Regions from separate parts of the Mus musculus genome. Here regions 1, 2, 4, 5, 6 and 7 are each linked to region 3. A link is a contact called in public HiCAR-type, HiChIP or PLAC-seq and promoter capture Hi-C data. All regions are on one chromosome and are shown on one strand. Each heading gives the region's core, a stretch centred on a gene start, on an enhancer-like site or on the middle of the called end of the contact. The rest is flanking DNA. Distances are from core to core; before and after follow the strand shown. Region 1 holds the start of Ptx3 (pentraxin related gene). Region 2 holds the start of Trim59 (tripartite motif-containing 59). Region 3 holds the start of Mfsd1 (major facilitator superfamily domain containing 1). Region 4 holds the start of Lekr1 (leucine, glutamate and lysine rich 1). Region 5 has its middle 35 kb from the start of Veph1. Region 6 has its middle 30 kb from the start of Ccnl1. Region 7 holds the start of 1110032F04Rik (RIKEN cDNA 1110032F04 gene).

Region 1 (4,262 bases), core at 1,215-3,714, 1.4 Mb before region 3:
AACAAAGGCCCTGGGGGGGGGGGGCGTTCTGAAGGGGAAATCCCTAGATTAGTCATTTTTGACTGACTTCAATTTCAACGAAATAAACCCAAAAATAAGTGCCAAAGAACTTACTTTATTTTTCAGTTCAAAACTGATGAAGAAATCTGAATGTAGAAATTCTGTACACTTCTAAGTCACATTTTGTCTTAGATACCGAATGTCTCCAGCCCACATACAAGCATAAGAAACGATAAAAACGACAGCGATGTGCCTGCCATCCAGCTGCACCAAAACTTTGCCTCGTGCCATAAGTGTTTCCTGACTAATGTTCTTTTTTTCTCCTCAGAGGTCATCATCCCTGTGAAGTTAGTATTTCTCATTGTTGTGAAGGGTTTTCTACCTTAATTACATGTGTGCATCCATTATCATCTTAGAGCCGTTTTCTTGCCTTATAATTTTACATGAATAAATTAATTACATGCAGAACTCTTTGCAAACTATTTTATTCCATTCGCTATTATGCTGGTTTTCATTCAAATTGGCCTCTTACCTTTATTCTTCCTGTTTGCCCCTCTACCCCAGGGCACCATTTTGTTAATGTACTCTATGACTGAAAGACATTATTTTCTATAGCTTCCAGAAGAAACCATCAGAAAAAGGGCCCGAAATCACTCAGACTTGTTATCTTCTGTCTTCTGAAGTCCAGATCTAGCCATACCACTCATGGGCATATACTCAAAAAATGCTCCACCAAACTACAGAAACACCTGCTCTACTATGTTATAGCAGCCTTATTTGTAATAGTCAGAAACTAGAAACAACTCAGGTGTCCATCAACTGAAGAATGGATCAAGTGTGGTACATTTACACAATGCGATATTACTCAGCTATTAAAAACAAAGACATCGTGAAATTTGCAGGCAAATGGATGGAACTAGAAAAGATCATCCTGAGTGAGGTAACCCAGGCCCAGAAAGACACACATGGTATGTGCTCATTTGTAATTGGACATTAGCCATACAGTACAGGTAACTATGCTACAATCCACAGACATTGAAAGAACAGTAAGCATTTTTATCCAGTTCTTCCACATTGCTTTTTCAGACAGGGTCTCTCGTGGGCCTTAACTTGCCCAATAGGCTTAGCTGTTTAGCCAGGGATCCCAGAGGCTCTCTGTACTGGCATTAGGACCTCACAGCACCACATCAGGTTTCTTAATGTGGACTCTAGAAACTGAACTCGAGCCCACAGCCTTAGGAGAAAAGCACCTTACAAAGCTGTGGCTCCACACTGCCCTTTAAACAATATCGTATTGTCTCATATTGCCATCGCTTTCTGATGGCTTTAACGGTTTCAAACATACCCTGTCTTTAGCCGTGATCTCAAATAAGTGAAGCTCTTGAGCAGGGGCCTGATGCCTTTTGACTTTGTGTTGATTCATGCTTATGATGCCCTGTTCCCTCCGTGTCTAGCTATGTTTAACTGTGGATTCATTTTTATTGTGGTGGATGGTACATGCATGTGCATTCCAGATGCGTGAGGGCACTCAGGCCAGGAAAGCCACTCATGAGTCTCTGTCAGGAGCAGAGGAATTTACCTATGGAAATCCAAGAGGCAGCCTTCTGAGAGGCCTGGCCTGAGGGTAGTAGCCCTGCCATCATGATCAGGATGTGACTGGTAACCCTCCCCCTCCATCTCCTTTGTATATTGGAGACTTGTATCAGCTCAGGGGTATCCTCTGGGAGTGGTTCCCTCTAGATCTGTGTAGTTTTTTAGATCTTGCTTTATTTGGAGTTTATTCAAATGTTTTAATTTTTTATCACTATTATTATGACTTATCAACACCTATCTAGGTACTTTGCACTGGGGGAGGGGGCAGGTTTTACACACACACACACACACACACACACACACACACACACACAGTCACTAATGTAAATTTAAAACAGGACCTTGATAGGATATGTCAAGAATACCCAAGCACCTAAAGCCACTATATTCCCGCCCTCACTTTCCTGTTTTACTGGGTTTTGACCCAGCCATACTGTGTTTTTTAGTTGCTCCACCAGAGGAGTCAAGACTAGTTAGTCAAGATTGACTTCTAGAGTCATAAAAATTCTTAATGGGTTATTTTGGAGTCACGGAATCATTTTCTATAGCTTGGTCTTGAGAAAGTATCCAAAGGAAAAGTGAAAAAAAAAAGTTTTCCATAACTTCAGGGGTTGTGGAGTAATGAAAGCTCACACCAAATGCCAAAATGATAATTCGCCCTGTACCTCTGTGCTCCTCACCCCCCAAAGCGCTAGCACTTCAGGTTACAGCAACTAATCCTCAGGGGCACCAGAAAAGTCCAGCTTCCCTCCCCTTCTCCCCCTGACTCGCCTCTAATTAATCTGCCTGCAGTGTGGACCTCGGTGGTTTAACATTGTGCAACCTCTTCAGCTCCCTTGCCCTCCCACCCAACCCCCTCCCCCAAATCCAGGGGAACTCCCTCGCGCTGTGCCACCGACATTAGTCATTCATCCCGCTCATGCTTTGGAGCGTTTATTAAGGGCTTCACTCCTGCCTCACACTATCTCTCCCGGGCTCAAACTCGGATCACTGTAGAGTCTCGCTTCTTCCCCTGCGGCTGCGAAGCAAATTTCGCCTCTCCAGCAATGCACCTCCCTGCGATCCTGCTTTGTGCTCTCTGGTCTGCAGTAGTGGCTGAGACCTCGGATGACTACGAGCTCATGTATGTGAATTTGGACAACGAAATAGACAATGGACTTCATCCCACCGAGGACCGTAAGTTCATTTTTAACTCTCTCAGCGTATCAAAACTACATAACTCACTTTTTGGGGGGCGCGATTAACATAATTAACATAGATAGCCAATGAAGCAAGCTAAAATTATACTTTATTTGTGAAAGCAAGGACTGGGGGAAAAAAGGAAAGCAAGAAAGCAAGGACTATCTGAGAAAAGCCAGAGGTTTTAAATTATTTTTGTAACATTTATGATGAGTTAAGTTATACGAAATCTTTAACTGTTTTTAGCTATATTAATGGCATTTTCTCAGTTAGTTTAACATGTCCTATAAAGAATAGTCCTGTGTCATCTTTGAGTTTACACGCACGCTGTTTTCAGAGCTATCCTTAGAAGGAGAGCGGTTGCTGGGGACAGGCTGAAACTTGGAGTCACCAAGAGTGCAACCCATGGCCACCCAGGACAAGCTGATAACACTTGTGTGTGTCCTGCGTTCTAGCCACGCCATGCGACTGCCGCCAGGAGCACTCGGAGTGGGACAAGCTGTTCATCATGCTGGAGAACTCGCAGATGCGGGAGGGCATGCTGTTGCAGGCCACCGACGACGTCCTCCGTGGAGAGCTGCAGCGGCTGCGGGCAGAGCTGGGGCGGCTGGCGGGCGGCATGGCGAGGCCGTGCGCAGCCGGTGGCCCCGCAGACGCCAGGCTGGTGCGGGCGCTGGAGCCGCTGCTGCAGGAGAGCCGTGACGCGAGCCTCAGGCTGGCGCGCCTGGAGGACGCGGAGGCGCGGCGACCCGAGGCGACAGTGCCTGGCCTAGGCGCTGTGCTGGAGGAACTGCGGCGGACGCGCGCCGACCTGAGCGCCGTGCAGAGCTGGGTCGCCCGCCACTGGCTGCCCGCAGGTAAGCCCACGGTCGGCTCTGTCCCTAGAGGCAAGCTTTTGTGGGGACCCTCACACTCAGAGCCCCAGTACTTTTCATAGGCACACTCACAGAGCTCACACCACGCCAGGCAGGCTCATTGCCTTTTAAAAGTATTTCCAAGCCCGAGGAACCCAAAAGAAAAAAACGAGGATTTAAACCATCAGTCTGGAAGTTGACGTCAGAGGTTCCTGATACCGGATCCGACCAGATATTGAAGGAGTCCATTGGCAGGTGTTTAACAGTGACCCTCCTCGCTGCCCCGAGTCCCTCCGTTAGGGATTTCCAAGTCTTCTAATTTTATCCCGTCACTTTCTTTAGGCCAGCTCCTGTTTCCTCCGACTATTTCAGGGCCCTGGCTAACTTCAGCGACTTTCCCAGCCCCTTGGCCGACTCCTCCCCCTCTGCTCCTTCTGAGTTGACTGGAGCCTAATTGGATCTCCTGCAGACTCAGCAGAATCCCTTCAGGGTTCCCTCATCCCAGTTTAGTTCCACAGTGAAGGTCAAGGGGGGCATGCTTTATAAAGTCAGGCGCAGGAGTCAGAGGGAGTAGATGACGGCTTTATCCAGTCCCCCAGGACCACACAAGAAAGGGACTATTCAGACTGTGCAACT
Region 2 (3,730 bases), core at 874-3,373, 1.5 Mb after region 3:
TATACTGTATGTTAATTTTCAGTCTAGAAGAATTTAAAATATTTTCATGTGTAAATGTAAAATTATAATTTTTTTCCTTTTCTAGACAGGGTTTCTCTGTATAGTCCTGACTGTACTAGATATAATTATAATTTTAAAAAATACTATAGCAATATCTAACTTTAAGTCTTTACTGATTTGTTCTGTTTCATTCTAATATAAACCTATTCCACAAAGCTATGAAAGAAGCTACTAATGTAACTTAACCAGGAATTGACATGAGAAATTATACTTTAACTGATTTTTTAATACTATTTCTTAGGGCTGGAGAGATGGCTCAGCAGTTAGGGGCATTAGCTGCTCTTTCAAAGGTCCTGAGTTCAATTCCCAGCAGCCACACAGTGGCTCACAACCACCTGAAATGGGATCTGTTGCCCTCTCCTAGTGTGCATGTGAAGACTAATGTGAAAACAGTGTGTCTACCAATATACATAAAACACAGTATTCAAAAAATAGTTTTTCAAAGTGAAAATATATTTGATGGAAAACATTCAGCAACATATTTGCAATGTCAGTATATATATATTACCCAAAGTCAAAATTTTACTTTTTACCAGGTTAAAATACAGGACCTTGGCTCACTAAAAATGTAGATCAATGTGTAATACTGGGCAAAAAGGAATAAAGGTAGCTTGAATAATAAATGCAGCGTGCAAACGTGTAAGGCAATACCATTTTGTGTGCATGACTTAAGACGTCCACACATGCTTATAAAATGTCTGTTAGATAAAAGTGAAAATCTTTTAGCCAGGCAGTGATGGCTTTGGCTCCAGCACTTGGGAGGCAGAGGAATCTCTGAGTTAAAGACCATCCTGGTCAACAGAGCAATTATCCAGGACAGCCAGGGCTACACAGAGAAACCATGGTTTTTTGTTTTTTGGTTTTTTTTTTTTTTTTGGGGGGGGGGGGAGAATCAAACAAAAAACTGAATACCTTTTAGATTAGGTCATTTCTCACTTTATGCTTCCTCCATAAGATGGTTAAAATTTTATACACTTCCAATATACATCTTTTTTTCAAGAGATTTTTCAATCTTTCATCATAGCCCAGGAATCACACACTCTAATATCCTGATGTTTCTTCGTATCCAGTTAACTTCCCAGAGCTTACCTGGTCTGTCAATCTCCTGATCTGGACACTGGGTGTACTTTATCTTCTCCAACTTTTCCAGGATCCTTTGTTATTCTAAAAGTAAAACAATTTAATGTTTCAGATTTTGCCTGCAGTAAATATTTCATCTTTAAAGTCCCAACCATTTCCACACAAAGGACTTTTTACAACATAACGAATCTCTGACTCTGGACAAGATTAACCAATGATGGGAACTAAACACTCATAGTTTGGTTTGGTGGGTTTTTTGAGACTAATTTTGTAGTCCTCACTGACGACCTGGAACGCACAGGAGAGCTTGCTGCCTCTGTCTGCCCCCATGCTGGGGTTACAGGCGTGCACGTTCATGCCCCGCTTCAAAGTTTTATTTAAACTCAGCAAGACGACTAGAAATATCCTCGCGCGTAGATATCCCCAGCTCGAAACTACGTTAAATTATTCCCATCAACACATTGGGTGGTCTCCGAAACGCTGCAGGCCTCAGTTTTACCTATGAAGGTTCACATCTGTACAATGGGCATAAGTCCTACGTGAACTCCAAACAAAGAAGTGGCTCAAAGATGGCAGTCACACCCTCTTGTCCAGGATGCCCAGGGCTCACTCGCCCCGCGCGGTGCTGCGGGATCTGCTAGGCTCACCTACCGGCCCTTACGACCTCAATCCCGCCGGTAGCTCGGAGCGCCGCTGCTCCACCCGCGAGCGCGCGAAGCGAGGAGAGGCGAGCGCACGCCCTCCGGAGCCCAGCCCGCCTCCCCATCCTCAAGTCGGCGGCGAACGCACCGGGGCCGCGGGCGCTCGAGAAAGAGGGGCAGCGAGCCGCCTCCCCGGCGGAGCCGCGTACTCACCGCGAGGCGGGCGAGGCGGGCGAGGCGGGCGAGGCGGGCGAGGCGGGCGAGGCGGGCGACGGCGCGCACGGCGAGGGCTCCCGGGCAGCCTGGTGCGGACACTGCGAGGCGCTCGCCCGAGTCTTCAGGTGCCCGGCGGGGGCGGGGCCGGCGGCGCCGCAGCGACTTTCAACCGCGCCGCCTCCGCCAATGAGAGAGCGCGGGCGGCCTTTGAACACCAACGGCCGAGGGCCAGGCGCCTGCGCACTAGCGCGCGGCGCGGAAAGCGCACGGGCGGCAGGGGTCGCGCCTTGGGGGGGAAGGGCTGGCGCCAGGACCTCGCGAGGGCGGGGATGCGCGGGTGACCCGGCGGCTTCTGGAGGCGGCTGGCTGAGGGACTGCTTATTACTTAGGACCACGCCCGCACGGGATGGTTCTGGAGCTGGCGGCGCGCAGGCTTCTTCCATTGTTACCTCACAGGTTCCTTGTTCAGTCACCGGCTGGAGGGCTCGGCGCGCTCGCCCGCCCCCGTGAGGCTCCGGTCCTCCAACTTAGGCGCGCCTAAGCCTTCATCTGTGTCCTCCCTGTCCTCTCTAACACGCTGGGTCAGAAAACACAGTAGTGGCTTTTCACTTTCTCGGAGAAACGCCATTCCAGAGCTCAGACCGCTCTCCGCTCCCGGCCGGTGTGAGCTACAGAGCAGATTCCAAGTCAGCCTAAGACTCACAGCAAGACTTGACCTCGGAGACAAGATGGAAAGAGGGGGCGTAGAGGAAGGAAAATGGATTGTGCCTTCAAGGAGTGTGCTTTACAGGTCCATAGAGTGCCCGACCCTGCCAGAAAGTTCTGTAACCAAACATGGGGAAGGGGCAGAGAAGAGGAGCCTTAGCACTAAGGCAGCTCCACGCTGACCGGCAGCGCTACTCAGGATTTATGAACTGTTATTCATGCGCTCTATAGATGATAGTGTTGGTCTGGAAAAGAAAGACTAGAAATTACAATTCAAATACAGGCACCAAAGCGTAAAAGTCGTAAACCTAAAAACCTCATGTGTTGGGGCGTCAGCCTTCGAAAACTTTGGGCTGAAAAAAAAAAATCAGCTGCTTTGGGTGTCTTCCATTACGATATACACACTCCCAATACTCCCTTTGTGATAGAGTATTGAGAAACGGGATAAAGGATGGGAAATACGTGGTTTTGTTACAGGTATAATATCGGAAAGATGATGAACAGAAATGTGACTTCTGAGCTGGGGGTGTAGCTCAGTTCCAGTGCTCGCCTGGCGTGTTCAGTTCCCACCATGGAAAAGCCAAACCGCTGAGCGCACATTAACATCTTCTTGGCGCTCCTCAGACTCCTTGCTTGAAAACTTTTTGTCTTGAGCTTTGAAACAGAAAGTCAGCGCTGGCTGTTCTTCCAGAAGACCCACACAGCAGCTCACAACTGTTGCACGGGAATCTGATGCTCTCTTCTAGCCTCCCAGATCACTAAGCAAGGATGTGATGTACGCATGCATGCACGTTACAAACCACACATTAAAGAAATAGATAAACGGGGTTTTATTTGTTTTTAACTGACCAGAGGTAACAGCAGTTAAGAGCACTTACTATTCTCAAATTCAGTTCCCAGCATGACTGTGGACCCCTCACAACTGCCTGTAACTCCCGCTCCAGGGGATCTAAGCTCACTCTTGACTGGCTCTGCAGACACACACAGATGGCATATACTTACACTGACAATCACTCGTACACATAAAA
Region 3 (3,858 bases), core at 958-3,457:
ACACATCCATGGGAGAAAACACAGACCACACACTAATGGCAACAATTAAGGCCGATTCCTTTAACTGATGGGCTACCAAGCATGGGCTCATGCTTCAGTCTCTAGGTGCCAAAGCTCAGGTGTCATTTTAAAAGGCAAAACCCACAAAGATAAAAATTTACATCAAAGTTAGATAAGGGTCAGCATAACCTCAAAATTTTATTATATTATATATTAATACTTATCATTATCATCTCAGACATAACATGCCAATTATTTTTTGACTTACATCTTCAGTTATTTGAGTTTAAATTTGTATATACATTAATTAGTTTGGTGAATATGCAGACCACAGTCATGGTTGTGGAAATCTCAAATATGTAGCCAGGGTAGACATGACCCACTGGGAGGATAGATAGCTGAGAACTGTCTAAGCAAACACAGAATGAGGTCAGGTCCAGAGGGCATTACCCTGGGCATTTCATTAAGACACAAGTGACTATCATTCAAAAGAAGTCCAACCTCCTTCAACAAGAAGTACAAACTGTCTATACTATCATAGCCATTTTTACTTAGATTTCTAAAGGCAAAAACAAAACAAAATAAACAAACAAACGAAACAAACAAACAAACAAAACCCAAAAAGCCAAAAAGTGGATTAGAGATACTGGCAGCCAGCCTCTTACCTGTATTTTTGACTTAGCCATTAGACTTGTCTTAGTTAGGGTTTCTATTGCTTTAATGAAACACTATGACCAAAGCAAGTTAAGGAGGAAAGGATTAATTTGGCTTATACTTCCACATCATAGTCTCTCCCTGAAGGAAGTCAGGACAGGAACTCAAACAGAACCTTCTGCTGGAGGCAGGAGCTGATGTAGAGGCCATGGAACAGTGCTGCTTACTGGCTTGCTCCTCATGACTTGTTCAGCCTGCTTTCTCATAGAACCTCAGACTATCAACCCAAGGGTAGCTGGGCCCTCCCCAACAGTCATTAATTAAGAAAATGTCCTACAGCCTTGCCTACAGGTTCATTCCATGGAGGCATTTTCTCAACTGAGGCTCCCTCCTCTCAGATGACTTCAGCTTGTGTCAAGTTGACATAAAACTAGCCAGCACAAGACAGTAATCTATACTGTGGACAAAGCCAAGGAATGTAAACTGATGGTCTAGGCCCTTCATTGTAGTACAGCTGATGCTGAGTGAAAGATTAAGCCCAAGGTGGGGTATGACCACTGTGCTGGCAACTGCACAGTGTTAGTCAGGGGAATGCAAGGTAGACAGCAGGCTATGCATAAACATTCCAAACGGTATCTCTCTGACACAGTCCCTCTGCTTCCCCATCCCCCATATTTGGATCTCTTTGGAGGGCCCAAGCTAGGAGTCTAGAAAACACTCAAAAGTCCTCCTCCTTTTTCAAATCCCAGGTGCTATTGTTTAAGCAAGTCCTCATTTAGTCACTGGATCTCTCCTTGGTGCGATAGCTCCAGCTTTGAGCCTCTCACTTTCACTTCTGCGGCACGCTTTACAGCTATTTAGCACCTAGCCTTGCTACACTCAAAATTCTACTGCAAAGACTCGGCAAACCTAGAAATGTGGGGTAGAAGGCTGCGCTGCCAAATCAAACTTCTCAAAACAAACCTAGTGGTCTCTATACTCTGCTGGACATCTCTGAATGGCTCCTCATTTAGGATGTTCGTGTTTCTACTTTACTCGACTTTCCTCTTACTCCAAGATCAGTATAAACGTGTAATTATAAACGTATAAAACCCAGAGGAATTCAATAACTCTTTCAGCTGCAGTCACCATCCATCCACCCACATGATTAGTTTCTGTCCACCTAAGGAAATTCTCTCACCCATATTCAGAGGTGAGAGAATTTGTCCTCTTTTCTAGTACATAAGTGTCAGGTACATCATATGCTGTTCCGTCAGGTCAACTTAACAACTCTTCATGAAGAGTTGGCGAAGTGAGGGAGGGAGGACTGAGCTGGGTTCAGGTCAAGCCTTCCACCACGACTTCTGCACCACCACTTCCTACTGGTTTTAAATCAGATGTTAATGAGAACCCGGTCGCTCACTCCCACTCCCGACCGGATCTATACCCCATCGGCAGAACAGAAAGGCAGCACGGGAGCCCGGCCACCACGTGAGCAACCGTTCACGTGAGCACGGAGAGGCGTGGCCCGAGCAAGTCACGTGAACACACGTGATCACGTGAGTGCTGCCGCTGCCGCTGCCGCCCTGCCTTTGCTTCCTGCTCCGTTCCAGGCTGCAAGCTGATGGAGGACGAGGATGGGGAAGATCGGGCGCTGCTTGGGGGCCGCCGCGAGGCGGACAGCGCAGTCCATGGCGCCCCTCGCGCTCTGTCCGCGCTCTGCGACCCCAGCCGCCTGGCGCACCGGCTCGTGGTGCTGTCGCTCATGTGCTTCCTTGGCTTCGGTGAGCGGGGCTCGGCTGGGGCAGATGATAGAGGGATTCCAGGGTTCGCGCTGCTGCCTGGGCTCGGGAGCCCGCTTTTTCCAAGTGTCTGGAGCGAGGTGACGTTTGTTCCTCCAAGCCCCGGTGTTCAGCAGCTCCTCCCTGGGGACGCAGATGAGAAGGAAACTCAGATCTTTCTCCCGGAGAGCTGTGCTCCCGAGAGTTTCAGAACGTTGCTGGGGGAATTTCAGAGCGTGACTAAGTCCCTCTTCCTCCCTCCCCAGGCGACCCCTCCCATTCCCCAGTGCTTTCCTTTGTATTCTTTTAGAGCTCGGATCCGCTTTGGATAGTGTTCACTGCTAAGTACACCTTAGTAGGAGTCTTTTCTTACCTTTCCTCTGTGAGACAGCCTTGCAGGACCACACTTGTTAAGTTGGTTTCACTTATGAAATCTGATCTGGCGCAAAACACTTTCATTAGCTACTTTTAAAGACACCCTTCCCTCCCGTGTTACAGTTTTTAGTTTACATTGAAACTGTTCGGATTCGTAACAACTGGCTTGGCTTGAAAGAGTGTTTCAGGGGGATCAGATTCAGAAATACATGCACCTGGTTTATAAAAGATACTTTGGGCTTCGGTTTCTTTATTTTTGAGAAGATGGTACTCATTTGCTTTAAAACGTATTGAGCTGATAGTGGTGGCGCCCTTTAATCTCAGTACTGGAAGACAGGGACATGTCTGTGCGCTAGAGAGGCCAGCCAGGGCTACAAAGTGAGATCTTGTCTCAACCAACCAACCAACCAACCATGGTATTGAATTTCTTATAAGCAGTTAAATCCTGAAGGAGAAGTTTCTAGGTTTAGAATCAATAACCAGTAAGCATAGACAAAACACTTGAAGAAATTGTCCCTACTCAAGTTGACAGTTTATTTTTGGTAGGTAGATTGGGCTGAAAGTTTGGGTTTGAGAAACTAGAGCCGCCCTGTCGCTAGCTGCCTTCTCCACCTTTGGACCGCTAGCTTTGTGTATTTACAGAGTCAGCGGGGAAACAGGCAGTGTTACCTTGGGGCTTCTTCAAGCCTGTCAGCTTTCCCCGCTCCCAGGAGACATTGCCAGTTTTCATTTGATCCCTTAGACTGGCGCTTGTGTTGTTCTTGTTTCTAGCCCAGTTTTCACTCAGTTATTTGCTCCTGGGTATTTTTGTTTGTTTTTGTTTGTTTGTTTGCAGGATCAGGATCTATATCAAATACTGGTTTGGTTTGAATCTCTGAGTTACCTCTGCTTTCAAGAAAAGTGAGGACCCAGCTAACGTGCACCTGTAGAGGATGCTTGTAGACTTTTTTTAAGTAAGGGAAATGCAGCGATTTCATGAAGATGTTAATACAGTGATAAGCATGGGAAGAAAGACGGAAACGAAATGATTAAAAGCAGTTGATGTTGACCTCTTTATCAGGTTTCTGGT
Region 4 (4,215 bases), core at 1,625-4,124, 1.9 Mb before region 3:
GCAACACGTGTTTCCACGTGCACTCACCCTGGATCCAGTGCACCCCTGTGTTTACATGATGGGCCATGCCCTTGGCCACTTCTATCATTTGGGTGAAAGTAAACAGTACGTAGCACCTGACAGCGTTAGGTTTGGAAGGGTTCTCAAGCAAACGGAGCATTGTGCATGAAGTGCCTGGCAAACAGAGAGAACCCAATACATGCTGGCGTTTTAAAAATTCTGCACTTGCACTGGACGAAACCCAGAAATAGCAATGAAAGCAGCTGTTGTTTCCAACCTGGGAGGCCCCGTCGGAACCGTTTTATTCAAACTTACAAGAGGACAGAGTTGTATTGTATTGTGACTTGCAGGATGAAAATACTGTTGGACTTCAGTGTAATTTTATCATGCTACCTTTGTACCAGCTAGCATTGACTTTAAAATCAGCCATCTTGGGTGGACTTCCTGCTGGTTTTTAGCAGATTTATAAACAAAGTACCTATTTTTCCTATACTGCTTTTCATAGGTGCATGGGAAAGGTAGGGAGGTTTCATGACACAAGTGTCCCCAAATGACTGTCCCATGTGATAAGTATTTTTGGGAAATCCCTATGACAACAAACACATGGGAGTTCTTATAAACTGTAAGACACCTACAGGACACGTGGAAAACTGAGTCTCATTCATATCCAGACACTCTATAAACTAGGAGGGCACCCCCTGGGGGGTTACTGACCCTCAAAGAGAATAACAATGAAGGGTCACAAAGAAATTAAAAGGAATTTAATTTTTAATTTTCTTTTTAAAACGGTGGCTTGTCTTTAAAAGTCATGGTAAAAAGTGAAATAGCTGCCGAGCGTGGTGGCACATGCCTTTAATCCCAGCACTCGGGAGGCAGAGGCAGGAGGATTTCTGAGTTAGAGGCCAGCCTGGTCTACAAAGTGAGTTACAGGACAGCCAGGGCTACACAGAGAAACCCTGTCTCGAAAACAAAAACAAAAACAAAAACAACCCTTTTTCTTCAGTACTCAAAAGTTGACCTGTGCTAATCTGCTAACCTTTTTTGAAAGTGTATGTATACACACACACACACACACACACACACACACTCACTCACACGTTTCATTTTAGAGGATTTAAAGATTTGCTTTTATATTGCTTTTATATTAATTACAGCATATAACTCTCTCCACTCTCCTTCAAATTCATGGCCTCTCTTTTCTCTATTCTTCTCTCATACATCCTGACTGCAACCTCCCCTCCCTCCATCCTTCCTAGCCCCTTTCTAGCCCCTGGCCTCAACCTCCCCTCTCCCCCAGACTTACTGCCCCTCTATTTCTCTTCAGGAAGGAGCAGGCCTCCCAGTGATATCCACCAAACAGGGCATAACGAGATGCAATTAGATTAGGCACAAACTGTCTTTCTTTTACCCAATTGTTCTTGGATTCAAACATGCATTTGCATATACACATATATTTCCAAATACAACCTGTAGAGGCCACATACTGTTTCTTGTATGCATGTTTTCAAGGGCTGACCATTTGGCATAGGCCAATTGGAAATACACTTCTTATTTCTGTTCTTTCCGGAAGCTATCCTTTCTTTTTAAATTCTTACTGGGTCTACCACTACCTAAACTGGACTTTATATAATAATGAAAACTTTCTGTAGGAGTGCCACATGTGGCACTCCTACAGAAAGTTAGGCTTGTGGCTAATTAGCAATGGGATTTAGGATTGAGAGGGCATTTACAGTGGTAAGGAAAATGGACTCAAGGTGATGTGTAACGAAGAGGCATAGATGAAAGTGAATTATAGCATTTCCATGGGATTTCATCCCATTTTCAGAGGATTGCCTTCCTTTTTAGATACAAGTGCTCGGTAATTATTGTCCAAACTGTAGTTATGTGCCCTATAACAATACTTTTGGTATAAAATTCCTAATATCTAGTGATGTTAGTTACCGAGACATTTTGTGTAGTGTTCGTGGTGATGCTGTCAGAAGCCCTCTGTTTCTAGCCCTCTTGTATATATTCAATGATATACAGTACATAATACTAGTTACTCAATAGTAAGTAACTGTTGTTAGTTTCTGCATAATCTATATCTTTCATGACTTAGGGGAGTATTCACTATTTTCATGCGGTTATTTTCATACTAGTGATCAACCAGCAGCTCCAATAGATCTGGCACTATTTCAAATCACCTGTTCACCTTCCTCTCTCCAATGCCTTTTCTTTCTATTCATGCAAACTATTCTTTAACAGCAATTATTGTTCTTTTCTGCTAGGAAACCGTGTTTTCTTTAGTTACTGGAGGATCAGAACTTTGGACCTCAGATGCTCCTGGAAAAGGAGCAGACTACGAAGACACTAATCATACCAGTGGCCTGTGTTAGTCACCAAGCATCATCTCATCCTGCTTGCTTGTTGCGTAGTAGGTCATCAGTATTTGTTTTATGAATAAAGTATGAATAAAGGGAAGTCGTCAGTGTGTAAAAACAAGAGGCCTTCCATTACTTGAGTGTGCAGTAGCACGTCTCAGTAATACTTCATGAACTAAACCCGTCATCTTGACTTCTTTGGACCAGAATGAAATTCTAAGCAAGCCTTCCCCAGTCAATTCCACTTAAAAGCTTCTTTTCCTTCCGTTCGACAACAATGATTGCCCCTGCAGATGAGGCACATGGCCACCCACTTCCCGCCTCTTCATCAGCCTCGGCTGCCCGTCGTCCCCGCGGGTTCCAGAGCCCCATCCCCGTCCGTCACAGAACCGCGCGTAAATCCGCCCTCTCCTTCGACCCCCGCCACCCGCTCCAGCTTCCGCCTAGCTCGCTTTTGGGACAAATGATGCAAAAGAAGCTCCGCTTCCGCGTCGGCGGGGGCTGTGACGTCACCGCGCCTTGACGTCAGGCCAACGTGCAGCGCGGTCGCCCGGGAGACCAGGGAAGCCGTTTTACACCCTGCGGAGTCCCGGGCTAGGTGAGGGTCATGGCCTTCCTCAGTCCTCAGAGGACCCGGTCGGCGGGGACACAGTTCCGGCGCAGAGACTGGCGGCGCGGGACTGCGGGGCGGCGGGGGTCGGGAGGAGGAAGGCGGGAAGGTGGGGCGGCCTCTCGGCGCCCCAGGCGAGGCCTGGGCCAGCGCAGTCCGGTCGGGCGGTTAGTTTCCTGCAGTGACCTCCTGCTCTCTTGCCCCCGACCTGCCCTTCGGTGAATCACGCCCCCGGAATGGTACTTGAGGAAGGGCCTGGAAGCAGAACCTGAGTTAATGACCGGGCGTGACACCGGTGTAAGAATCGGAAATGAACCACCAAGGGCATTTCTGCGTTTAAGAACACGCACGTCTATCTCGTGACCAGTGTCACAGAGAAGGTTCTCAAACGCACGTAGCAGCGGCCACGTACCTCTGTACTTTTGCCAAGGACAGTTTCCACATATATAATGGGAAAGACCAAAAGGAACTTGTTTGGTTAAAATACTGAATGGGTAACTTAAAAATCACGTTTTCTTCTGCTAAAGAGCAAACAGCCCTACACTTCTTGAAAAGCGGAATTATATGTGGATTCTACTATTCTTTTCACGAGTAGTCACATCTTTATAAAGACCCAATGGACTTTTCTAATCGGCTTACAAGCTGTTTCTTAAAATATAGGCAATAACAAAAATAAACGTTAAAGAAAGTAGTACCCTTCTAGTCACCTTGGGAATTTTAGGTGCCCACCTCTTAGTTGTAATCATCAGCATGCATTGCTTAGCAGAAAAGCACCTAGTTATTACAGTCTGCACTCACAGTTTACATGGGTTTACAATAAAGTGTCTTTATATGAGGACAAGTTACACATGTTCTTGGGACGAATCCAATGAATGTATCTTGCCTGTAATCTTGTTACTATGTCTTGTGCGATGTGCATTGACATCAGTTTCTCCTCCACTTCGTTTTAGAGGTCTTTCAAATTTACCAGGGTGCTATTTTTAAATTTTTCTTTCATAGCCAGAAGCCTGCCACTTCTGGTGACATAGTAATATGTTAAGAGTAGTCACAGCGAAGGCATTAAATAATAAACATCCCACTGGTACCTTGAATTTATACGTTATTTAGGTCCATGCTTGCTAATACTTTTGTGGATGGCACTTTAAGAGGAGATATAGTTGGCTGTATAAGGGAAAAATATTCCTGTGGAGCCCAAGATACTATCATTTCCATTCACCAATGATGGCTTAACTGAAGATAATGCCT
Region 5 (3,929 bases), core at 1,107-3,606, 1.3 Mb before region 3:
ACTTCCACCAACACAATTCTTCAGGGGAGGCTCGGCATCCTGAAATGTTCTACAGCCTTCCCAAACAGGACCACCAGCTGTGGAGAAAGTGTTTAGATACAAGAGCCTCTGGGGTCATTTCACATTCAAATCACAACAGCTAGTATCATAAACAAGACAGAAAAATCACATAAATGAGGCTAAGAGGGGTCCTTTGATGGAACAGGACTGTGATAGTTTGAATATGCCCAGTCCAGGGAGTGGCACTATTAGGAGGTGTGGCCTTGTTGGAGGAGGTGTGGCTTTGTTGGAGGAGGTGTGGCCTTGTTGGAAGAATTGTGTCACTGTGGGGGTGGGCCTTGAGACCCTCCTCCTAGCTGCTGCCTGAGGACAGTCTGCTCCTGGATTCCTTTGCATGAGGACGTAGAACTCTCAGCTCCTCTAGGGTCATGCCTGCCTGGAAGCTGCCAGCAGTGCTTCCTGCCACGATAATGGAATGAACCTCTGAGCCTGTAAGTCAGCCCCAATTAAATGTCCTTTGTAAGAGTTGCCTTGGTCATGGTGTCTCTTTCTGCAATGCAAACCTTAACTAAGACAGGGACACAAGGGAAGGAGTCGAGGGCCAGGATTCCAACAGGTAGGACCAGCCTTGGCAGAAAGGAAGAAGTAGAGACAAAAAGGAAGAATAAAAAAGTCATTAAAATACCTAGGACTTTTGAAGCAAAACATGAAATATGATTTCCTGAGAGTAAAAAGAGGTAACTGCAGACAGGGAGGAGATTGACTCAGGCAGAGTGGATGACATGCTGGAACAATAAGGACAAAGGAACAGAACCTTGGAAGGAGGCCTTGGCGTTCCAGCGGAAAGCCCGGGAGCACAAATAGATATATGTCAAAATCTAACTGCACTTTTGAGGTTTCTCACTGATGCTTGACAGGTAAGAGAGAGAGAGAGAGAGAGAGAGAGAGAGAGAGAGAGAGAGAGAAACCCATCAAAAAATGTCACCAACCTTGAAGTAGGAGCTGGCTGGGTAGGAGCCGCAAGAAGCCAGAGAGCAAGACAGTAGTTCATGTGACCCAGGCCAAGATACTTGAACTGCCTTTTATTAAAATGGGAAATCTGAAAAAAACTCACTCCTTACAAGTGATTAAAGCTGTGGGGTGGGGGTTAAGGGAGAGTGAGTTCCAAGTGCTAGTCAAGTGTAGTGTCATTTCCCATCAGATTGCTCTTTTAGGAAAGTGGCACGTGAAGTCCAACTTGGGGAGGCTTCGTGAGAATGAGTTGTGGTACAGTCATTTGTTCGTGTGTCTCCAGCAGGCTTTCCTCTGAAGGGTTGGGCAGGACCGGTGAGGCCCTCAGCCCACAGGCACAAGCCACTTGCCTGCCTTGCCCAAGAGTTTCTCCCCCCAGCTTGAGATTCTTAGGGCATTTCGACATTCTTAAACCCCTGAATTATTCTTGGTAGCGGCACATTTAAGGGAGTTAAAAGATAAGCTTCCCACAGTCTTCCTGTTTTTCTTTTGTTTGCCCATTGGCGCTGTGTCGGTGCTTGAGTGGAGGCGCTGGCTGCTTGAGAATACCCTCTTGTGTTCTCCCAGAGGATGGCTCCTGAGCCCTTTCTGAGGCCCTTGACTGATTATTGTCATTTCTGCCTTTACCCGACACAGTGCGTTGACCCACTAACCAGCCTTCTCCCTCAGTCTACATACGCTCCAGATACACGCATGCGCACATGCTTGTAGGTCTAATCAACCTGGTTTCTGTCTCCCAAACAGTCCTACACAAAGGCTTAGCATGTCCAGTCCCACACTTTCATGGGTTTTCTTGTGTGGCTGGGAAACGCATGTATGTAAAAGCCATTTTTAAAAACAAAAAGCTGAGTGTCTTTCATTGATTTGAAGTGCACTCTGGTAAGGTAATAGATATTTTTAGAAACATTGCCCTAAAAACACTTTCCGCGCACCATGTTCATTTGGCCCTCACAATACTTCTGATCTGTACCAATGGACATCTGATAACAGGTAGGATGACCGAAGCTTAGAGCAACAACGGAGCATCCTATAGTCATAGTTACTCTCAGCTAAGATTTGCACCCAGACAGGCTGAGCTCAAAGGCATTCCTTCTCCATTCTGCTGTGCCTCTTTATCGTTCAGTGAGTCAAGTTTTCTAGAACCGAGACCATCAGCTTGACTGGCCCAAGTTCCCCTTCCTATCTGGCTGTGCGCCCATCCTTGTTTTGTAAAGTGTCTTCTTCCAGCACGACGGACGCTCTTTACAAAGAGGCTCAGGATTTGACCTTTGCTTAGTGCCTCTTTCAGCTTTGCCAGTGATCCCAGTCACAGAGCAGTTCAGTCCTACTAACCTTACATCTTCCACAAGGGGGCACTGTCTGACCATAAAGCTGTGGAGGTTTTGCCTGTAGGCTAAAATACAACCAGAGTCCCTCTAATGCTTTCATTCTGCTATAAGAAATGACCTTATTCAAGCTACGTGCCTCATTGTTATTTCACGGAGAGGAAACAAAAGTTTAAAAAAAAAGGAAACCATATAATGTTTGTGAACTGCTTTACCATAATTCATTCACTGGGTTTCTGTTAGACTGTATGGAATCCATTAAGCAGGATATTGAAGCTTATGAATGGGAACCTAGTAATTCCTCTTTAATAACATGAGTATCTTTATTTCTTAAACTTTATTAGGCACTTACTCAAAACATTACTGAAAAACGCTTGTTAATAATATGAATGATGCTTTTGATTCCGTTTGCATTATTACTATGTCTAAAGGCCCCAAACACACAGTCTGGATTATTCACAGAGGCTGGGGAAATGGCTAGCATCGGAAAGTAAATCTTTGTGCCTGCGCCTAATTCCATCTTGACACTTCTCACCAACCCTTGCGAGGAAGGCAGTGGTGCCCACCACACTGCTCTTTTTGTGCAGCAGGAACTAACACACGAGAGCCTTCAAGAGTGAGTCACATCTGAGGGCCACAAGTGACTGTGCTTGGCTTCCTACGGGAATAAGTGGGGGTGACGCGCAAGGAAATAACAAACATAAACATGAATTTACAGCCCAGTCTATTATGTCTTCCCACTGGCGGGACTTCTGAAGATGGGGCTTCTCCTTTGTCCTGGCCGATCTCTATAACCCCAATAGAAAAGCCAAGAAAAAATTTTGATTAAAGTTTGGAAATACATCTAAGAAACCTAATAAAACTTTGGAGATTTCACAGAAGAGTGATTTAGTATACGAGAACTGATCAGGGTTCAGGAAGATCCGTATACTTGAAAGTTCAAAGAGAACCTTCATCCTGCACGAGATGGAGGCTGTGGCAAGGAGGCTCGATCATGACCGAGGAGGCTCATCCTGCTGGTCTACCTCTGAGCAGCAGAGATCTCCATATTCCTGCCAGGAAAAGGAGCTTTCTGTGAACAAACCAGAAATCTAGATGGAAGTTAAATTAGAAAAAAAAAACATATTGAAGTTATTTTGAAAAACAAAACAAAACAAAACTGAATTGCTCTCATTTAAAGTGACTTGGTATATCTAGAGACACAGGGGACTCTGAAGGTCATCTCTAGTGAAGGCTGTCATGATTACATCTTCTCAGACCTCTCCTCTGACACACAGCCCATGACTCATCTAAATCCCTCCTTGAAAATTCTGTGGAGGAGGTGACCCGGCCATATCAAAGCAAGCAAATCCACAGTGGATCAAAGGGTATCTCCACAGCTCTGAGAAAGCCAGGCTCCAGGCTCCCTGTTTGCCTGAATCAAGGTGTGGTCCTGGTACCCAATTACTAGGACCAGGCACCTGAGAATCATCTCAACATCTAACCTCATCTCTTCCAAAGCTTGAATGCATTGGCCCCCTTGATTCCATACCTAAAACACATCTTGAAGTTTGCTATTTTCTCCCATCTCATGTTTCAATTTATTTGCAGAGC
Region 6 (4,111 bases), core at 1,475-3,974, 1.6 Mb before region 3:
GAACGCACCAGAAAGGAGTTTGAGCCAGAACAGCTGAGTTGAACCAGCCAGCCAGAGTTCAGAAAGAGCTAGAAAGCCTCTGAGATGACAACTGCTTCTGTCAAGTAAAAGTTACATTTACATACAGCCAACATCCTGTCTCCTTAGGCAGTCTTCTCTGTCACCAACGCTGGTGATATTTTCCTCTCCTTAAGCTTTGTATTAATTGGTCTCAGACTTCTGGGACAGATTTTGACCAAGTGGTTGTCATTGAAAATACCTATTAAGGATATAGAGGGATGATGGCTCAGTGGTTAAGAACATTTGCTGCCTTTGCAGAGGACCAGAATTCAGTTTCCAGAACCCATGGTGGATGGCTTATGGTCACCTACAACTTCAGCCCCAGGAGACCCAATGCCTTCTTCTCATGTCTGAGGTGTGTGTGTCCGAGCTCAAGTACTAATAATACCTACAACTGCTACACACAAGCCCATGGTCTATAAGGTATTTTTTTTCTTCTGAAGGTTTTGGTCTGTGTTATTAATATTAACAGGTTCTTCACTTCAATGGCTAGTTAAGCTAAACATTTCTGAGGTGGTCTATCACTGATTAACACTGTGGTCAATATTGGGGGCAGTGTTAATGTAGCCTCCTGAGCATTCTGGGAAATATTGATGACCCCAGCAGCCCTCCCATCCATGCTTTGATGGCAGGCACGATAGTAGTCTGTCTTATAAACTATAAAATGACCCAAGGGAGGACAGTTGCTCAACATACATGGGCTTGCTTGGGAAGCTGCCAGAGGTACCAGCTTTTAGGAATGCAGAGCTATCTTCTAGTATCTCACCAGAATGATACTGAACTCTTCCTTTAGCTCAAACAAACTTGCAAGCAGTGTGAGTTGTAAGTTTACCTAGTGTGTGGGCATTGCTAGTCTTGACATCAAGATAATCACCTGAGCAGTGAAACCAGCTGCCTCCATTGGTGAGTCACGAATACTGATACGGAGACAGGAGGGAAGGTGGGGACAATATGGAGACGTGGGAAGGAGCCTTCTTCTCAGAGGCTTCTCACAAGCTGAGAATCAAGAATCCCGACAGAATTAACAACGCTTGCTACAGCCTTTCTCCTTTCCCAGCTGGAAGTGGTCAACGTTCTTGGAACCTCATCAGATTATTTATAGTACATATTCTTTTACTTTATGAAACCCCAGTGACTCCTGATTTTCTGTTATCAAATTATAATAATCCTATCTAAGTCACTACCAGAGCTACCCTATAATATCATTTATCTGAAAGACAAAACAAGGAAAATCAAGTTTCCTAGCAACCCTTTGAAAGCTACCACTATGTATGAGAGGCTAAGATACTTAACTGTGACCGTCCTTGCTAACCAGACCCATACTTGGGTATATACCTTAGTCTTCCCCCAAGCTTCTCTCCTTTTAATACCTAGGAGGCAGGGATGGGCAGATCTGTAAATTGGAGCCAACCTTTTGTGCATATTGAGTTTTAGGCCAGCAAGGGCTATATCCTGAGAACCTGTTTTTAAAAATGGACTGGAAAAGTTCCTCAATTGTAAAGTCACCTACTGGCAAGTATGCTGACCTGAATTTGATATCTGGGACCCACATGTTGGAAGGAGAGAGCTGTAGGTGCAAACCATGGTTAGTATGTTCACCCATATGAACAAAGCACATAAATGAAGATGTTATAAAGAATTTAAAGGTCTTTAATAAACTACAAATCTTTCTTGAGAACCCCACAAGCGTGCTTTTGGGTATGTTTTATTTTTTCCTGCAATGACTTCTCTCTCTCTCTCTCCTCTCTTTCTCTCTTTCTTTCTTTCTTTCTTTCTTTCTTTCTTTCTTTCTTTCTTTCTTTCTTTCTTTCTTTCTTTCCCTCTTTCTTTTGGAAGGGTTTCCCTGTGCAGCCCTGACTGCCCTGGAACTCACTCTGTAGACCAGGCTGGCCTCGAACTCAGAGATCTGCCTTCCACTGGATCTCAAGTGCTGGGATTAGAAGTTTGTACACCACTTCCCAGTAGGCTTTTTTTTTTTTTTTTTTAAATGAAGCCCAGCTCTGCTTCTTACTGGCTTATCCTGAAATTACTTTTTCTTCTGAAACCAAGGATCTGGTTTTACTTGAACTGAGGTTCGTAAAAGATTAAGGGAATTCCTCAGGCTTCTGTGGGTGATAGTGTGGGCCTGTGTCCGCTCCCTGCTGCTAGCAATGCTAGTAACATTGCATGGTGAACATCTTTTAGAGACACTTTCTTGACACTGAAGCATATTTGTTCTCAAGACCTTCACCCAAAGCTTTACAGTGCATTTCAACAGACTTCACTTGTGACATTAATTGGAACAAAGGTAACCACCGTGCTGTTTGGAAATACTGATCACCACGTGGTCTACTGGGACTATATGGATACCAGTAATTTTTAAATAACTGTATTTGTAAATACAGATTCAAAGGCTTTAACAGCTAGGCAAGTTGTTGGTAGAATGTAATCCAAGGCTTTTTGCAGTGGGCATCCACTGGCACTGCCATCTTTATGGGTGAATTTCCAGCTCTGGAGACAAGGCATATTGACATTTAGCTTCATCACGTTGTCACTGTTCCAACTAGAAACTGGCACAAAAACTATCGTGTCAAAGTCTTATCGAGCTTCCTTGTCAGGCTCTGACTTCATGAACGATTTCCTCATGTCCTGTGGATGAAAGGTGACTCTGAGGAATTCATGTTGTTTACGTTGGTACTTAATTGTTTCATACCCAGTGCATAAGCCAAAATGGTGTTGACACAGGTCTACACATTCTTAGAGATTCCAGTTTCAAATCTACCTATGCCAGCAGGCAGGAAAACACAGTCAGCATGAGATCACCTGTTATAAAATGGTTGGGATGAGGTTTCTGTGTGCTGGGGCTTCAGTGCTAGCCACACATCTGCTGATCTCAGATTTCTATAGCTGTCCATCAGATGTCTAGTAATGGTGAACGTCTTCATATCAGTGTCCCCAGTAATGGTGAAACTGATGAGAGCCCTTTTCACTTCCAGCTTTGACTTAGTGGGAGTTTTCATAGAAGTTATGTTTCAGCAGTAAACTCATTATTTGGAGTAGAAAGTTGCTGCCAGGGTCTGGAGAGATGGCTCAGCAGTTAAGAGCACTGGCTGCTCTTCCAGAGGTCCTGAGTTCAATTCCCAGCAACCACATGGTGGCTCACAACCATCTGTAATGCAGTCCTTTGCCCTCTTCTGGAATGTATGAAGACAGATCACTCATATGCATATAAATAAATAAATAAATAAATATTTTTAAAAAAGAAAGCTTCTGGCAATGTTTTTTAGATTTTATTTATTTTACATGTATGTGTACACTGTAGCTGTCTTCAGACACGCCAGAAGAGCGCATCGGTCCCATTACAGGTGGTTGTGAGCAGCCATGTGGTTGCCAGGAATTAAACTCAGGACCTCTAGAAGAGCAGTCAGTGCTCTTAACCATTAAGCCATTTCTCTAGCCCCAGTTGTTGGCAATTATAAATATACTAGCTACAACATGTTTATAATTTCTAAGAAATTTAATGTTGCCACAATATTTAAAAAATATAGTCCCCATTTAATTTTTTTCCACCGGCCTCCAAAAGTATAGTATTAAAAGATTTAGACTCAAGAGTCTATCAAGGGTCAAATATGATCTTGTTTCTCAAAGATGCCTAGTTTAGCTGGGCATGGTGGTGTAGACCTTTGTTTAACCCTAGCACTCAGGAGGCAAAGGCAGGAGGATCTTTGTGAGTAGAGACCAACCTGATCTACTTAGTGAATTCCAGGATATATATATCTACTATGTAGATATATATTACTATGTAGAAAGACCCTATCTCAAATGAAAATCAAAACAAAAGAAAAACAAACAAACAAACAAACAAACAAAAACACAAAATTTAAAAAACTAATGAATCTATCACTAACACACATCTATAATTTCTAAGAGGATCATAATATCCATTGTAAGGTTGTAGCAACAAGCAGAATTTGCAGCTGCCTTTTGTTCCGTTCCGTTCCTCCCTGGCAATCCCTCTGTCAACAGCCTCCTTTCATCCTTATAGAACTGTGAGTACTGTGCCTCACTGAGT
Region 7 (3,961 bases), core at 1,261-3,760, 1.3 Mb after region 3:
GTCTTCCTGTCCTACTCATTTGCAAGTTAGATATAAGCAAAGGCATCTGAGGAATGAACGCAGCAACGTGGAGCACTCGGATTGCTCTTCTTCCCTTCGGAAAGCTGCACACAATGCATTAGTCTGCAAATAAAGATGGATTAGGTGAAACCAAGGGCCCCGAGACTCAAGAGTGTCTGCAGAGGGGTCTAAGAGATGACACTTTGGGACTACCAGTTTGGAAAACAAAAATAAAAACTCCGTTCTATACTCACTTTCCTTTGCTTTCATGGAAGCAAGGCTTCTCAGTATTTCATTTTATACAAGGCCTGTGTTCTTTAACTGTGTCCTAAAGATCTGCCAACAAATTCTAACTCACTAAAAGAAGACAGAAGCGAAACAGGTTAAACGTCATTGTTTAGGGTCCAGTGAGATGCCTGGAACTGTAAAAGTGACCACTGCCAAGGCCAGAGACATGAGTCTGATTCCTGGGACTTCCATGGGGGAAGAAGATAATTCCCCCCCAATAAATATATAAAGTGTAATTTAAAATTTTAATGCCTTTGTTTCAAATTTCAAGACACCACCCAGCAGGCCGCCCTCCTCTTTTCATCAATCACAGAGTCCCCCCTCCCTTTCCTTCTGCCATTGCTTCTGCTAGGACTGGCAGAAATCCTAGGACCCCTAATTCTAAAAACCCAAGGAGACCCTGCACTTCTCTCATGGCATATCAAGCCATGAGCTTCCCTTAGCCTGAGACTATTAAACACATCAATTTTTATCTTAGCTTAGGGCAAGTTATGAAGAAGGAAGACATTTGGCATTTGTTCTCTCTGATCAGTTGAAACTGGTATGCAGAACTGGGGTCACCCCACTCTTGGGAGGCTATTATTTATTCATCAATTAGCAGGATTCCCCAAATACAGAACATACTCAGTATACATTCTCAATGTAAATTCGGGAAAGGAATGGGGGAGACTGAAAATAATACAACAGGCACTTTATCAGAGTCAATCTCTTGACTCTGACATTCCCCTATCTGGCTATAGCTTGAAAGCATTGTCGATTTAAGCTTTATGGACTAGGCCTCAGTCCTTCCCGCAGAGCACAGCCAGAGAATGCTTTGGCTTCACAAGAACTTAGCAAACGCCTGGGCTTAGGGAGGTTTCACAGACACTTCTCCTAGAAGAGAAAGCATCGTCGTTTTGAAGTTCAAGCAAAGCATGGTGTTCCCACCAAAAGAAGAACCAGAAGACTTTGCACTTAAGCTGGCCCATGGTTGACCTCCATTAACCCCACCCCATTCTGCTTGCTCTCCTCCTCTCTTCAGAAGAGAAAGCCTGGGTCATAGCTGAGTCTGTTCGGGCACTGTATGTCCTTTTACTTATTTTCTCACACCAACCTTGAAAATTCCCTATTAGTTTTCCTCGTCAGTGAGTCCTTCTGTGTAAGTGTGTCTGTTTTATACTGCCTCAACCAAAGCAGCTTTCTCAGGGGCTCCACCACCCAACAGATATATGCCCAAAGGGTCTGGATGCGCTGAGCTTTCCTCCAGGGGTGGGTGACATGAAGGGAAACGGACCCAAGTACTATTTGGAAACAAAGTACTTGTTTCCTTTAAAGTCAGATTTTGCAAACAAGAATAACCTTGAAAAAGACCTTCAGATCGCGCTCAGGAACTTGGCCAACCACTTACTGCTCCCCTCCGCCTTCCTACATAGGCTATTTATGCTGCAGGAGGGAGCCCCTGCACCCCACAATTCTGCTGTCCTCTTTGAGTACAGGAAAGCCGAGGGCTGGGTCAGGTGAGTCTCTGAGAACTAAAGGTCTTCTTTCTTCTCCTTGGTGAGCAGGGTCACCTCAACAGAGTGCTTCTCGGTCCCTCTGGGGCTACCTCTGTGGCTGTAACTTGAGCCTCTCCAAAGAATTCTTACCTGTTCTGGAGTTTCTTAGGGTCCGCGCTCCCCAACAACCTGGACCTACCTGTCAGCAGAACTATCCAGCAATTCCCACCCTAGAACCTTAGGGCAGCAATGGGGCTGCACTGGCCATTAATGGCCATCATTCATTTTTAATCAGAAAGATCACAAGAAAGATGGTAAGCGGAACCCGGTCCGAGTCAATTTAAATAATATTCCCGGGGAAATCCAATCACTTAAAACTGAGACACCTACGCTAGTGAGAGAGCGCGCCCCGCCCGTCTGGCGAGGAAGAGCGCGCCGGCTGAATTAATCAAGATCAAGGGGCTCCGGGGCTGAGAGCTCAGCCTTAACCCTTCCAGCGCCGCGGGGTACCCAGGTGCCGGAAGAAGAGCGCGGCGGGCAACGGCCGAGATGCCCAGAGAGACCCAGCGCAGGCCGGCTCTGTTCATCTCCGCGGCTCCGCACGCTTCTCCCGGGACCCTGGCGCCCAGGCGCTACGGCTCGAGGTCACAGGCTCCCGAGGCGGCGACAGCGGTGAGCAGCAGCCGCCTCCCGCAGCCTCGGCGCGCCCCGGGCTCCTCCTCCCGCCCCAGCGTGGCCAAGTGAGCACCGCTCGGGCCGCAGGTAGCCGGGGCGCGGGAGGCGGCGCGCGCGGGACCCATCGCAGCGCCGGGGCCAGACGGAGCTCCGAGCCTCGCGGTCCCGGACGCCAGCGGAGATCTGCGCCGGCCATGTGGGGTCCCGGGGTCACCGCCGAGGGCCTGTCGGTGGCTCCAGCGCCACCGCCGCTGCTGCCGCTGCTGCTGCTGTTGGCGCTGGCGTTGGTGGCGCCCTCGCGGGGCGGCGGGGGCTGCGCGGAGCTGGCGTGCGGTGAGCGGGAGCGCTGCTGCGACTCGGCCAACGCCACGGCCGTGCGCTGCTGCAAGCTGCCGCTCCACGCCTTTCTGGACAACGTGGGCTGGTTCGTCCGCAAGCTCTCTGGGCTGCTCATCCTGCTGGTGCTCTTCGCCATCGGCTACTTCCTGCAGCGCATCATCTGCCCCAGCCCACGCAGGTACCCGCGTGGCCAGGCGCGACCTGGCCAGGCACGACCCGGGCCTCCCGGGGGTGCGGGACCGCCGGGGACGGCGGGGCCACCCGACGACGACGACGACTCGCCCGCTCTGCTGCGCGACGAGGTGGCCGCGGGCTCGCAGGACTCACTGTTGGATAGTGGCGGTGGTCGGGGCCGAGGAAGTGGCGGACGCCTGCCTCCCTCCTGCGTTTCGGAGCACGAGCTGCACGTGGTGTCACCGGTGTTTCTCCAGCTGCCCAGCTACGAGGAGGTCAAGTACCTGCCCACCTATGAGGAGTCCATGCGGCTGCAGCAGCTCAGCCCAGCGGAGGTCGTGCTGCCCGTGTCGGTGCTCGGCCGCCCGCGAGGCGGCAGTGCCGGGGACTCCGACGGCGGCCAGGTCCGTTTCCCGCTCATCTGAGTTCAGGGAGCCTCATGGGGATCGCCCGGATCCTACAAGGTTGGGGGCTGCGGGTGGCACGCAACAGCTGGTGTGTTGGCGGCCGCCACTGACTGCCTCTGACCACACCTAGCATCCCCGTACAACCTGTAGCCCCGCGCCTGGGTTGGGGTCAGTCCCCTCCCTCTCGCTTCCCGGGGAATCTGTGGTTTTCTATGTTTCTTTGGGCTCAAGGCTGGGCAGCTCGGCGGGGCAATGGCTTAGGACTAGCCCCCAGCTCTTCTTGGACGGTCGTCCCCGCCCTCTGCCATGCCTCCCCTTGTGTTCACTGTAAGTGCCTGCTTCTCCAATCCAAAAGAACAGGTAAACCGTTTGGTGTGTTTAGAGACCAGCGGCTTGCTTTACTGTTGTTAAAAGGGAAGGAGCATAGGTCCATTCCTTGCTCTCCTGCTTGGACCGGTCACGGTCTCCCAGGACATAATGGTGAGGAGCCTTTGGCTCTGGACCACGACCAGTGACTGCTGCATGCAGTCTGTAGAAGCAGCGCTTGACTGTGATGCGATCCCTTGAAAAGGACCCAGAAAACCCTTTGGTGTCTTCCTGGCT

What was found. Promoter capture Hi-C pulls out the DNA fragments that hold promoters and counts their contacts. HiCAR-type assays count read pairs that join an accessible place to other places. HiChIP or PLAC-seq counts read pairs in DNA pulled down with a chosen protein or histone mark.
Region 1: a contact with region 3 is called in a promoter capture Hi-C map of hippocampal neurons, with 5 times the contacts expected there. The contact joins the promoter of Ptx3 here to the promoter of Mfsd1 in region 3. A contact is called at or near these places in 5 of 39 promoter capture datasets (3T3-L1-derived adipocytes, embryonic stem cells, hippocampal neurons and 2 more) and 1 of 115 datasets of contacts at active chromatin or transcription factors (astrocytes).
Region 2: a promoter capture Hi-C map of liver shows a contact between it and region 3, with 5 times the contacts expected there. The contact joins the promoter of Trim59 here to the promoter of Mfsd1 in region 3. A contact is called at or near these places in 4 of 39 promoter capture datasets (the C10 cell line, hippocampal neurons, liver and 1 more), 2 of 115 datasets of contacts at active chromatin or transcription factors (astrocytes and embryonic forebrain) and 1 of 9 other capture datasets (embryonic stem cells).
Region 4: a HiCAR-type map of astrocytes shows a contact between it and region 3, with 2.5 times the contacts expected there. The contact joins the promoter of Lekr1 here to the promoter of Mfsd1 in region 3. A contact is called at or near these places in 1 of 39 promoter capture datasets (pre-B cells), 1 of 115 datasets of contacts at active chromatin or transcription factors (astrocytes) and 1 of 9 other capture datasets (liver).
Region 5: an H3K4me3 HiChIP or PLAC-seq map of embryonic limb bud shows a contact between it and region 3, with 5 times the contacts expected there. The contact joins the enhancer-like site here to the promoter of Mfsd1 in region 3. A contact is called at or near these places in 12 of 39 promoter capture datasets (the 3T3-L1 cell line, 3T3-L1-derived adipocytes, the C10 cell line and 8 more), 2 of 484 Hi-C or Micro-C datasets (cerebral cortex and neural progenitor cells) and 4 of 115 datasets of contacts at active chromatin or transcription factors (the NIH/3T3 cell line, differentiating embryonic stem cells, embryonic forebrain and 1 more).
Region 6: a promoter capture Hi-C map of liver shows a contact between it and region 3, with 3 times the contacts expected there. The contact joins the enhancer-like site here to the promoter of Mfsd1 in region 3. A contact is called at or near these places in 4 of 39 promoter capture datasets (hippocampal neurons, liver and pre-B cells) and 1 of 115 datasets of contacts at active chromatin or transcription factors (astrocytes).
Region 7: a contact with region 3 is called in a HiCAR-type map of astrocytes, with 5 times the contacts expected there. The contact joins the promoter of 1110032F04Rik here to the promoter of Mfsd1 in region 3. A contact is called at or near these places in 2 of 39 promoter capture datasets (the 3T3-L1 cell line and stem cell-derived epiblast-like cells) and 2 of 115 datasets of contacts at active chromatin or transcription factors (astrocytes and embryonic hindbrain).

Annotation. Positions count from the first base shown.
Region 1 is chr3:66,217,423-66,221,684 of GRCm38.p6, forward strand. Ptx3 (pentraxin related gene) reads left to right here and starts at 2,465. Exons shown (of 3, transcript NM_008987.3): 1 at 2,465-2,769; 2 at 3,228-3,629. The coding sequence starts at 2,640. The region is part of intron 4 of Veph1 (ventricular zone expressed PH domain-containing 1); the gene reads right to left.
Region 2 is chr3:69,042,619-69,046,348 of GRCm38.p6, forward strand. Trim59 (tripartite motif-containing 59) reads right to left here and starts at 2,124. Exons shown (of 3, transcript NM_025863.3): 1 at 1,995-2,124; 2 at 1,150-1,224.
Region 3 is chr3:67,580,561-67,584,418 of GRCm38.p6, forward strand. Mfsd1 (major facilitator superfamily domain containing 1) reads left to right here and starts at 2,208. Exons shown (of 16, transcript NM_025813.3): 1 at 2,208-2,417. The coding sequence starts at 2,258.
Region 4 is chr3:65,663,354-65,667,568 of GRCm38.p6, forward strand. Lekr1 (leucine, glutamate and lysine rich 1) reads left to right here and starts at 2,875. Exons shown (of 13, transcript NM_001166659.1): 1 at 2,875-2,958.
Region 5 is chr3:66,329,700-66,333,628 of GRCm38.p6, forward strand. No RefSeq gene overlaps it. Among named protein-coding and RNA genes, the nearest start is that of Veph1, 35 kb to the left of the region's middle. Within about 2 kb of position 2,357, at least 9 of the 459 cell types and tissues checked have an H3K27ac peak or open chromatin away from gene starts, as enhancers often do. A contact at or near this core is called in embryonic limb bud, where this site is marked.
Region 6 is chr3:65,986,532-65,990,642 of GRCm38.p6, forward strand. It overlaps the pseudogene Gm19024. Among named protein-coding and RNA genes, the nearest start is that of Ccnl1, 30 kb to the left of the region's middle. Within about 2 kb of position 2,725, at least 27 of the 459 cell types and tissues checked have an H3K27ac peak or open chromatin away from gene starts, as enhancers often do. A contact at or near this core is called in liver, where this site is marked.
Region 7 is chr3:68,867,076-68,871,036 of GRCm38.p6, forward strand. It overlaps 1110032F04Rik (RIKEN cDNA 1110032F04 gene), which reads left to right and starts at 2,511. Exons shown (of 1, transcript NM_001167996.1): 1 at 2,511-3,961. The coding sequence starts at 2,633. The coding sequence ends at 3,376.